4 separate regions of the Sus scrofa genome follow, and all the other regions are linked to region 4. A link is a contact called in public HiChIP or PLAC-seq data. All regions are on one chromosome and are shown on one strand. The core of a region is the stretch at or near the end of the contact, and the rest is flanking DNA. Distances in the headings are between cores, read along the strand shown.

Region 1 (2,787 bases), core at 117-2,616, 980 kb before region 4:
GACACAACGCCTCGAGGGGGAGAGCGCCAGTGTATATACTCCGTCCCTCCCTCTGAGGGGCCGGTTTCCAGGCCCTTCACCTTGAAGAAGGCTGCATCCTGATCCTCCCGGAAATCCTGCTTGCCCGCATGCTTCCAGGGAATCCGGAACATGGTCTTGGCGTCGTCGTCCCAGCACACTCCTGGGAACTGCCCGCTCTCCACTTGCTCCACCACCCAGTTCCGGAGCTTTCGGGTGCAGCGAGCCCTGCCTGAAGCCATCCTGGGGATAAGATCAGTGGGAAGCTGTCACTGGACATTTTGGGAAGAGTGAGATCCTCGCCAGAGGGACTGGATTCTGGCAAAGGGCTGCCAGAGACCCCCTCTGTCTTTTGTCTCTGGACATATCTCAGAATTCTGAGGCTGAATTGTTTTGTTTCTGTCATCACTAGCAATCACCGGAAATACTTTAACATCCCAAGATGTAGCATCTGGAGTTCCTGTTGTGGCGCAGTGGTTAACAAATCCGACTAGGAACCATGAGGTTGCAGGTTCGATCCCTGGCCTTGCTCAGTGAGTTAAGGATCCAGCGTTGCCGTGAGCTGTGGTGTAGGTCGCAGACGCAGCTCGGATCCCACGCTGCTGTGGCTCTGGCTGTGGCCGGTGGATACAGCTCTGATTAGACCCCTAGCCTGGGAACCTCCATGAGCCTCGGAAACGGCCTTAGAAAAGGCAAAAAGACAAACAAACAGGCAAACTACCAAGATGTAGCATCTGGAAGGCAACAGGAATTGGTCTTAAGACTTTTTAGGAATCTATTGTTTGGAAGGAAAATGCCCTGGTGTCCTGCTCCCAGTGAGAGAGCTTGACACCCCCAAGCATTTGCAGATACAGCAGCTGCTTGAGATGCCTCATCAACCCTCTTCACCCACCATCCCCACAACTTATCCTTTGATGCCCCCTAACCCTCCCCCCTGCTTGTCCCAGGGGTAGGTGGGGCAGAGAGAGGGGGCAGAGCTGGGGCGGAAGTGGGCAGGGCCAGAAGGCAGCAAAACAATCGGGGATGGGGCAATGCCTTCTTCCCTCAAGAACCCGGTAGTAGGTCCTCCTGTCCTTTGCCAACAGATAAGGTGTGGGACACCGGCCCCTGACCAGTCTTTCACTCAAGCCAAACTTCCAGCTCCCTGGTTCACAAGCCTTCTGGTATTCCTCTGTCTAGCAGGGGGGTCCCTAGGAGCCCCCACCCACCACCTCCCGCAGGGCTTCCCCGACCTTGACCCAGGCTGACAGCCGTTTTTGGTTAATCTTACCTGAGCTGCTGTGCAGGCTGTCCCAGGGCTCAGCCGACCACAGCTCAGCTCCCGGCTAGGCAGCTTCTGGATTTCTCCGCCCCTTTCTACAGTCCCCACCCTAAGTTTCAGTTCTCCTTCAGGGAGGTCCGTTTCCCCGAAATCACGTGGTCTCCGAGTTGCAGGGCAACTGGTTGCCACTAGGGGGAAGCAGCAGCTGAGATGCTTATGGTTGGCCCGCTGGGCCTCATTCCCTTTCCTCCCTCAGGACACTTCTTGCTCGGATCCCACCATCTCTGTGACACAGCTGCTTCCCCAGGGAGGCTGCAGTATCCTGGAGTCTGGCCTGGGGCCGCTGGTTAGCTCTGTACTACTTGGGCATCTGCCTTCCCCTACAGTGCCTGCTTGCTACCTACTAGGTGAGCCCACACATCAGCTGGATTTGGTGAAAGCAAGGAGGCAGGGAAAGAGAAGCTCAGGCCAGGGGGCTGGATGCGGAGGGCCTCCCCTGGCCAGCCGCGAGGCCAGTTCCTTCTTGGCCTGAGTCCAGAGTGGGCTGGTCAGCGGGCTGAGGGAGCCCTTTTGGCAAAGCTCTGTTCACCACCCCCCCTTCCCTGGTGCCCCCAGATGGTGGGGTCAGGAAGAAGGACCACCAAGAAGCCTGGGCAAGGAAATGCCTCTTTATTAGTGCTGGAGCTGCTCCTGAGGAAGTCGGACCAAGGGACCCTCGCCCTCAGCTACTTCCTCCTGCGGGGGATACTCTGTCCCAAGGGCACCTCTTCTATCAGCTTCTGCAGAAGGAGAGAGAAGATGATGAAACGAAGCACAGGGCTCAGACACAGGCAGGACAGGGGATTTCTAGGGAGTGGGCTCAGGGGCCAGGCCGGGGGAAGGCTTTACCTGCAATAAGCGTGCGTGATAGGTTGGGGGATCCTCCCCAGGCAGCGGCTGGGGGTGCATGTGCAGGTAGCGCTCGGCAGCTGTCTCCAGCTCCTCCACCTCATACAGGGTGGCTGGGTCCAGAGAGTGGGCATTGATGAGGCTCACAAGATATTCTTTGTAGTGTGCCCTGGGGAGATGATAGAGCGAAATATTTGTTCTTCTGTTTGGCTGATCCTCGGATGAACAAGACCGACACCCCTCACCCGTGGCTCGGTAGGCGCTTGCCAACCTGCGCCCACTGCCTGCTACTACCTCTCTTTGCCTCTTGCCTGGAAGGGCCCCATCTCCCACTCCTTGCAGGACCTACTGATCCCAGAGACCCAGTCCCTCTGTCTCCCCCCCACTGCCATGCTTCATGCCCTGCCTGCCACTCACTGGCAGAGGCCAGCATAGCCAGCAGGAGTCTCCTTGCCACAGGCTTCGTCCCGGAAGCCATTGGGCACCTCCTTCTGCTCCATCACTCGGCAGCCACCTAGGGGTAAGGGAAGGAAGGGACTCTGTCAGGGGGAGGAAGGCCATGGACCACAAAGCCCCAAGAGAGCTGGGATATGACAGAGGCATGGGAGGCAGCCTCCAGG
Region 2 (2,700 bases), core at 102-2,601, 570 kb before region 4:
TCAGGAATAGAAATATTCATGTTCACTTAAAACACAGGTTAAGGATCTGTCGTAGTCACTGCAGCAGCTAAGGTTGCTGCTGTGGAGTAGTTTGATCTCTGGCCTGGGAATTTACACATATCATGGGGCAGAGAGAAGTAAATTTAGAAAATAAAAACACTGGAAGACCTGAAAATGGCCCTTCGACTGCTTTGGGAGACAAAATAGAGAAGGCTAAGGAGTTCCCTGGTGGTCTAGTGATTAGGATTTGGGGCTTTCACCACTGCAGCCTGGTTTCAATTCCTGGTTTGGGAGGACCAGGCTGCTTACTCCCATATCAAGCTGCTTACCACCGCCCCCCACCGGTTCCAAAAAATAGAAAAGACTCCTTCTCCTTACTCCTTACTGGGACTATGGTTACCTGGAAGCATCAACTGTATGTCTGACTCTTGGGTAAGGTAGTTTGAGGAGGAACAGCAGCAGCTCTTGTCAACTCCTGGGCTCCCTCTTATGATGAGTGAGAAGTGCTAGGGTGGGCACCTGCCCTCCCCAGTATGTTTCTAGAAACATGTGACCTGTGGGAGGTACTGTGGGGAGGACACCAGTTTATAGACATGGCATCTTCAACTTAGAGTGTCTTGGATGCATACCCCCCCACACCCCACCCTATGATGGGCACCAATGGGCAGGGAGGGGAGCAACCTCAGCCCCTAATTCCTTTTGCTGGTCTGCTTGTCATCTGTACTTTGCTTTTCGGTTTTGTTGCTCAGGGGAAGACGTAATCTCTCCCCCCCCCCCCCCCGCCCAGAGTTATAAGGTCCAATCCAGTGGGGCTGAGGCGTAAGTTTAAGGAAAAGAAAAGACCAGACTCTAAAGCTGGATAGACCTGGAGTTGACAACTCCCATCTTCACTTTATTGGTGTTGGGCAATGGGCAAGCTACTTCGCCTCCTTAAACCTGTTTTCTCTTTGGTAAAATATGGGCTGTTTCACAGTTAAGTGTGAGGGGTCAAGGACAAACTGTCACACCACAGAGATTCAAAATGTTAGTTTCTTTCTCCTTTTTTCCTGTGAACTCCCCAAGATATTTTTCTTTTAAGGGAATTAGGCTATAGCAGCCAGTGTGGGCTCTGGAATGAAACCATTAAGAGTGGCTCAGCAGGTTAAGAGCCGGACTAGTATCCATGAGGATGCCGGTTCTACCCCTGGCCTCACTCAGGGGGTTAAGGATCCAGCACTGCCGCGAGCTACAGTGTAGTTCAAGGACAAGCCTCGGATCTGGTGTTGCTGTGGCACAGGCTGGCAGCTGCAGCTCCAATTCCACCCCTAACCTGGGAACCTCCATATGCCATAGGTGTGGTCCCAAAAAAGAAAGAAAAATATTTTTGAATCCTGGGAATTCCCTGGTGGCCTAGCAGTTACAGACTGGGCATTGTCACTGCCGCACTGCTGCAGCTTGGGTCACTACTGTGGTACAGGCTTGATCCCAGAATCTAGCAGCCACATGCCACAGACACAGCCAAAAAAAATTTTTTTTTTGAAATCTGGCATGAATGATGTTCACTTATTGGCTTTGTGACCTTGGGGCAATTAGTTAGCTTGTTTGTGTCCTGGTTTCATCAACTGTAGAAGTAGATTAAGTAAGTTTATATATGCAAAAGTGCCTGGAACTGTGCTTATGCACTCAATACATTTTAGCAGTTATCATTATTAGAATACAGGAAAGCTTATGAGGTGATAAGATGAGAATGGGGAGCCAGAACCTCCCCTCCCTCTCCCCCAACTCTGGGTACTATGGTGCCAGCTCCAAGCCAGTGCCACCAAGAAGGGCAGGATCCTTTAACACTTTCCCATCTTCTCCTCCTTTTGCCTACAGCAGTCATGTGTTTTGTTATTTTGCTTTAAATCAGTTCCATAACGAGACTTGGCTTCTACCAGCTTCCCAGAGCCATCAGAGGCCTCTCTCTATTTTTCCCACTCTTTTTTTGCCTTGTTAGTTCCCCTTCCTTCCTGTTAGGTGCTAGAATCTTATCCTCCATAGCAATTATTCTGAGTCCCTAGGAGCTTCAATCTCCTCCAAGCACTGACAGAGTCGAGCAGGTGGCCAGGACTGCTGGCCTACCTTACTTCAGGCCTCAGGTCCCTCACACGGTCCACGAAGGCATGCGGACACCACGCTCTAGGGCGGTGGGCGGGCAGGAGCCAAGTGACTACAACTCCCGGCATACACCGCGGCGGGTGGGCCGCTGCACCTGCTCAGTGGGGCCGCCCCGGGCGCCTGGGTATTGATTATTCCATTGTGTGGGACGCCTCGTCTCCAGCCAGTGAATGAGGCGGAGGAGTGAGGGCGAGGAGGAGGAGGAGGAGGGCGAGGAGGAGGAGGAAAAGGAGGAGGAGGAGGCAGGGAGCGAGCGAGTGCCCAGGGTGAATCAATGGAAACCCCCTCACGAAGCCGGGAAAACACTTCAGCCGCAGCCAAATAGCATTGATTATTTTCCTTCACTTCCCTCACCGCCGTGAATTTATTTATTTATTTTTTTCCTTCTCCGTCCCCGACGCCCCGGAGTGAGCGCTGGAGGGAGGGAGGAGGAGGGGAAAAAAAGGAATCAACACATCGGAGAAGTCCCTTCCAAGAGCCACCCCCTCCCCTCCCCGCCTCGCGCTGCTCGGCGGCCGCGGTTCGACTCCCGTCCCTGCTTCCAGCTGAGGTGTAAGTGCATCG
Region 3 (2,700 bases), core at 138-2,637, 950 kb before region 4:
AAGGTCAGTGACAGCAAGCAATGGCTGAGGAACCCTGGTGACAATTACCCTTTCCTTACCCTTCCCATCCTTTGCAGGTCCCACCAAGCAAATGATGAGTGGAGCCAGAGCCAGGCCCAACGTGCCTTTATTTCTTTCAGTTATGCTTGCGGCTGGGGTGAGTGAAGAGCCCATGGCCCGGGCTCCCCGGAGACCAGGGCTGATGATACCAGCTGCCGTAGGTTAGGTACCAGGCAAAGGTGCCCACTGCGGCACCCACCACCTTGTGGGTATACTGGTGGAAATAGATGACCGTACAGAGCAGCAAGAAGTTCCAGAGGCCCAGCAACAGCACGTTGAGCAGAAAGACGAGGCGCAGGGGCGCACCGGCGGGCAGCCCATGGGCCAGGTACTTGGCGAACACGGCTGCTTCCTCGGCCATGAGCAGGCAGCAGAAGGTGAGCAGGAAGGTGTGGGAGGAGACGGTGTAGCCTCGCCACTGGTGGCCGGCCGCCAGGCAGCTGCGGCGGTCTGGCAGCTCGTGGAGCAGCAGGCCCTGGGGCAGAGGCTCGAAGCAGGAGCCGGTCAGGTCCTCAATGAGCAGGAAGGCCCGTCCGGCCCCTCGCCACACGGCGGCCCCCACCACCAGCCGGCTCAGGTGCCTCGCTGTCACTGCCACGCGCCGTGTAGCCAGGAACACCACCAGCAACACGAAGCCCCCCAGGAAGGTGCACGTCCAGCCCCATGCCGAATTCACAAACTTTCTGTGGGCAGAGAAGAGGGAGAGCTCCTGAGGTCCCTGAGCCCCATCTCCCCACCCTGCTCTGTTTCCATTACAGCTTTGTCTCCAGTCCCACCCATCATCCCTGGGTCTCTGTCTCCTGTGCTCTCCAGCCACCAACTGCATGCATTTAAACTTGGCCAACTCCTCAGCGGCCCACTCAGCCTTCTGGGGCCTGTGTTTCCTCTTCGGCCCTGCTCCTGTACCCCCATGACTCTGTTCCCCTCCCCCCTTGACCTTCTCTTCAACCTCCCAGCCTATTTTTAGTATCCTGGACTGGCAGGAGGACAGAAACCTGGAGGGAGCTGGGATCCCAGAGCCCAGGGAGCCAGCGCCCACGGCCTCGAGTGGACTCACATGTTGAAGAAGTTGCCGTGGCTGGCGAAGATGGTCCGAGGGTTGACATGGAACTGCAGAAGGGGCCCGAAGATGACCACGGCTGCCAGCCAGGCGTGGTAGAGGCGCCGCAAGCAGGGGCTACCCAGGAGGCGGGCAGCCTGTTCACTTCCAAAGTATAGCAAAGCAGAGGCCACCCACAGCAGCACCTTGACTAGGCAGCCCAGCAGTGTCCGGATCCGGGCCCCGGCCCCCAGCCCTGCCCCCACCACCGGCCCCCGCTCCATGTTCCCTCCCCTCCCCACTAACAGCTCGCTCTGCTGGGCAGCTGAGGAGGGGCTGATGGGGCCCCCCCTGGACAAGGACAGGCAGTGACAGGTGTGGCAGACATAGAGCAGAGCTGTGTTGGCAGCTGGCAGGCGGGGGAGAGGGGCGGGGGGCAATAAGGGGCCAGGGCAGAGGGCTGCCACGTCAGCAGGGTTCCTGCCATGGGTGTGTGTCCTGACAGCGGCCTGTATCCTTCCCTCAGTCCTGTGTCCCCTTGACCCTCTAGGTCTGTGTCTTCAGCTCAGACTATGTTCTAGTTCACATTTCAGGGCCATGCCTGCTGTTCAGGGCTGTTTTTGTCCTCAGCCTGCTTGGGTCTGCCTGTCCCTGTTTGGTCAAAGTCATCCCCACCTCACCCAGGCTGGACTCTCAGAGCCCCAAAGGTCAGGTTCACTCCTAGGTGATGGGGGGGTGGAGACCCTAGAAGGAAAATCCCCAGCTTGGAGTCCACGAAAACTTAGGTTGTAGAACCGTGACACACAGAGGTTCCTGCACCAGGGATTGAACCTGAGTCTCAGTGGTGAGAATGCCGAAACAATTTTTACACATTTCCTGTGATCATAAGGTGCTAAAAGTTAACAATTTTTTTCTTCTAGGTTGAATTTCCATATATTGTTAGTAGTACAAATTTCAAAATTGTTAGTATAAAATGTACTATTAGTACAACAAACAATTCACACAATTTGGTAATTAACAATGAACTAAGATTATATTGGAAATCCATTTCTTTTTTTATTATTAAATTAACTTTTTTAATATAATGATTATTATTTTTTTCCATTATAGCTGGTTTACAGTGTTCTGTCGATTTTCTACTGTACAGCATGGTGACCCAGTTATACCTACATGTATACATTCTTTTTTCTCACATTATCATGCTCCATCGTAAGTGACCAGACATAGTTCCCAGTGCTATATAGCAGGATCTCATTGCTAATCCATTCCAAAGGCAATAGTTTGCATCTACTAACCCCAAGCACCACATCCATCCCACTCCCTCCCCCTCGGCAGCCACAAGTCTATTCTTCAAGTCCATGATTTTCTTTTCTGTGGAAAGGTTAGTTTGTGCCATACATTAGATTCCAGATACAAGTGATATCATATGGCATTTGTCTTTCTCTTTCTGATTTATTTCACTCAGTATGAGACATACGGAGGTTCCCAGGCTATGTGCTGAATTGGAGCTGTAGCCGCCAGCCTATGCCACAGCAACCCAAGATTGGAGTCGTGTCTGTGACTTACAGCAACGCCAGATCCTTAACCCACGGAGTGAGGCC
Region 4 (2,700 bases), core at 197-2,696:
GCACAGAAGGTGCAGTACACCATGGGTTCTGATTTGCCTTGCCCATCAGAGAGGAGCATTTCAGTCAGCTTTCCTACCTTAGGCCATGGGCAAAGGGTGAGAATTGCAGGGCTTGCGCTGCCAACCTGTGAAGACCTCTGGCTAAGGCATGAGGAGTTTGTGCTGGATCTGAGGCTGCTCCAACAGGCACTCAGCCTCAAGTGCTCCCTGGAATAGCCCTGAGAACATGTGGATTGAACAAATTTTCAGCCTTTTTCCCTGCCCATCTCTGTTCCTGTTTTGGTGGTTTTGTGTAAGGAGGAAATACAAATAAAGTGAAGTTATGGCCTTTCCTGCTCCAACCCTGTTGCCCCCTGCCTGTTTCTCCACCCCTTACTTACACAAATTCAGACCTGTGCTCTTTTCCAAGACACGAAGGGACCTTGCTTTATTTCCTATTTAAGAAGCTTAGTGGTGACTCTTGGACTCCCAGGTCCAGCTACAGTGCGGTCTTATCCATTAGGACCTGTGATAAGGCTCTTGTCTGGGGACAGGGCAGGGTGCTGCCATGAAGAAAGATGGGGTAGTGAGTGAAGCCAGCCACCCTTTCACCTTCCTGAGCTGCTGCACTGCCAGCTCCTTTGTTACTTCTTGGGAGAAATACTGGAAGTTACCCAGACTCCTGCAGCCAGAAGCCGCATATTTTGTTTGAATAAAATCACAGGGTTAAAGTTGGAAATCCTCAGACATAATCCAGTTCTACATTTACAGAGGAAGGATTTGAAATTGGTACAATGATATAAAGTTAATATACCAAATTAGGACTCAACATGATTCCTCTCACTTCGTGGCCCTCTCCATGTTTTAACCAGCTACGTTTCTGGCAGCTGAAGTCTTAGGGTTCTGGAAGCCCTTGGGTCATGAGTGTGGACAATTCCTTCTCTTTATGGTTAGAGGGATGAGTATTGTTGCACCCAAAGAGTCACTTGCGAAACTCTTTTCTTGTGGTTTCGAGGTGTGTGGGGCACTGATTTGAACTGAAGGTATGTGAGCTGTAGGACCAGGCAGAATGTGGAAGACTAATCTGACCGACTAATCAGGTCCAAGCGCTGAGGACAGAAGGCGGCGGCTAGGAGAGAATGTAGACAGAATGAGGATGTGGAGCCCAGCATTCCTCCCCACGTGAAGCAAATGCAGTTGCTCTCTATAAAGCCGTCCTGGATAAGCTTAATGAGACCCCGTCTTGCCAAAATAGAATAGGGACCGGCAAGGACGTCACTGTACCTCCCCGTTGGCTCCGCCCACAGCGTTGACCTAGCTTCAGGAGTGCGGGGGAGCTGGGCAGGCGAGTCCTTGCCGCGTCTGCGCCGGGTTTCCCCGCCCTGTCGCAAGCCATTTAACCAATGAGAGCGATGGGCGGATGTCTAAAGCTTCTGCTTTTCCCCAGTCTTGGAAAGGTTAGCCAATCAATGGGAACTTGATGGTTGCTAAGAGACCTTTGAGCTTGGCTCCACCCTTGCTTAGGATTTTAGCCAATGAAAATCTGTACTTTGGACTGTTGCCGCTAAACCGGAGAGGTTCGTTCTGCCGCCTGAATGTTTCCGCGCCTGCGCAGATCGGGGAAGGTTCTGGAAGACTGTGGAGCTGCCGCCATTTTGCGGGAAGTGGAGCAGCTCCGGTTGCTGTGGTGCTTTTATTGCGGAGTGTCTGGAAGAGAGACATACTTAGCACCCTCCGACACACCCAGAGGAACCGAAGGAACCGGGGTCCCCCTGCGGGGACCCGGAACTGGTAAGAAACCCCGAAACCGGTCCCCCCGTCGCGACGTCACCTATGCGTGACGTTGTCGCACGGCCCCTCCCCCTTACGTCAGAGGCAGAAAATGGCGTTAAGAGCAGAATGGGGCAAACTTTTAAAATAAATTTTTTTTGGCTTTCTTTGATCTGGAAGTGTTCGCTACTTAATTGTTGTCCACTGGCACTGTATTAGGGATCGGCAGCCTCGTGGCTGTGTCTACCGATGAAAGACTGTTTCAAGGATCCCCGTGACTGATCCCTTTCCAGGTTCCCACATTGCTGATGTTTAGAGTCCCACGTACTGTGGAGGGACAGTCTCAGAGGACACTTGGGATCGGTTTTCAGGCCCTAGTGGCACTACTCAGAGAGATGAGGGAATTGAGATTTATTCCTCAGTGTCTGAAGTTTCACGTTCCGTGTTTGGTCACTGCTCACACATTCCGTGGCGGCGGTAGAGGAATATAGTGAGGCCACAAACGAGGTTTCAGCATCAGGATACCGGCCCTCGCAGAGATGCTGCCCGTCGGTTACTTGTAGGTCCGTGTTTTGAAATGTGGCCTTGGCTTGTTACACAGCGTGGGGAATGTTTTTATCTTTTTCATTGTTGCTGTACTTAATTAAGCTGTCTTGTGCCCAGCTCAGTGACCGGACCCAGGAGATGGCGCTACCATCACCCCTGGAACTTCAGCGTTTGGTGAATTATGCCCAATCCAGGCCAACCGCGGTTCTTCATTCTCCTTTGCCCCCGCAGCAGTGGGACCCAAGCGCTGACGTGGGTCTTGACTGTGTGGCATGACAGGGTCCATGCAGCGCCATGGTTGTGGAACCCTAATGCAATTTTTCAGAGCAGGGTTGGAGGAAAGCAAAGTTTTAATGGATGGGATTGAATGGACTTTGACCAGTAATTAGGACTTAATTTGAAAAC

What was found. HiChIP or PLAC-seq counts read pairs in DNA pulled down with a chosen protein or histone mark.
Region 1: an H3K27ac HiChIP or PLAC-seq map of alveolar macrophages shows a contact between it and region 4. The contact joins the promoter of IRF9 here to the promoter of RBM23 in region 4. A contact is called at or near these places in 1 of 5 promoter capture datasets (fetal liver) and 1 of 2 datasets of contacts at active chromatin or transcription factors (alveolar macrophages).
Region 2: a contact with region 4 is called in an H3K27ac HiChIP or PLAC-seq map of skeletal muscle, with 2.8 times the contacts expected there. The contact joins the promoter of ZFHX2 here to the promoter of RBM23 in region 4. A contact is called at or near these places in 1 of 5 promoter capture datasets (liver), 1 of 47 Hi-C or Micro-C datasets (embryonic fibroblasts) and 2 of 2 datasets of contacts at active chromatin or transcription factors (alveolar macrophages and skeletal muscle).
Region 3: a contact with region 4 is called in an H3K27ac HiChIP or PLAC-seq map of skeletal muscle, with 3 times the contacts expected there. The contact joins the promoter of FITM1 here to the promoter of RBM23 in region 4. A contact is called at or near these places in 1 of 5 promoter capture datasets (fetal skeletal muscle), 1 of 47 Hi-C or Micro-C datasets (liver) and 2 of 2 datasets of contacts at active chromatin or transcription factors (alveolar macrophages and skeletal muscle).

Annotation. Positions count from the first base shown.
Region 1 is chr7:75,138,275-75,141,061 of Sscrofa11.1, forward strand. IRF9 (interferon regulatory factor 9) reads right to left here and starts at 1,367. Exons shown (of 9, transcript NM_001078670.1): 1 at 1,289-1,367; 2 at 81-261. The coding sequence starts at 260.
Region 2 is chr7:75,553,525-75,556,224 of Sscrofa11.1, forward strand. It overlaps ZFHX2 (zinc finger homeobox protein 2), which reads left to right and starts at 1,352. Exons shown (of 11, transcript XM_021099229.1): 1 at 1,352-2,688. THTPA (thiamine-triphosphatase) reads right to left here and starts at 197. Exons shown (of 3, transcript XM_001928723.7): 1 at 1-197.
Region 3 is chr7:75,166,853-75,169,552 of Sscrofa11.1, forward strand. It overlaps FITM1 (fat storage inducing transmembrane protein 1), which reads right to left and starts at 1,388. Exons shown (of 2, transcript NM_001128470.1): 1 at 1,118-1,388; 2 at 134-743. The coding sequence starts at 1,383. The coding sequence ends at 137. It overlaps LOC110261592 (a long non-coding RNA gene), which reads left to right. Exons shown (of 2, transcript XR_002345920.1): 2 at 78-886.
Region 4 is chr7:76,119,279-76,121,978 of Sscrofa11.1, forward strand. It overlaps RBM23 (probable RNA-binding protein 23), which reads left to right and starts at 1,447. Exons shown (of 14, transcript XM_021099252.1): 1 at 1,447-1,770. The coding sequence starts at 1,575. PRMT5 (protein arginine methyltransferase 5) reads left to right here. Exons shown (of 17, transcript NM_001160093.1): 17 at 1-339.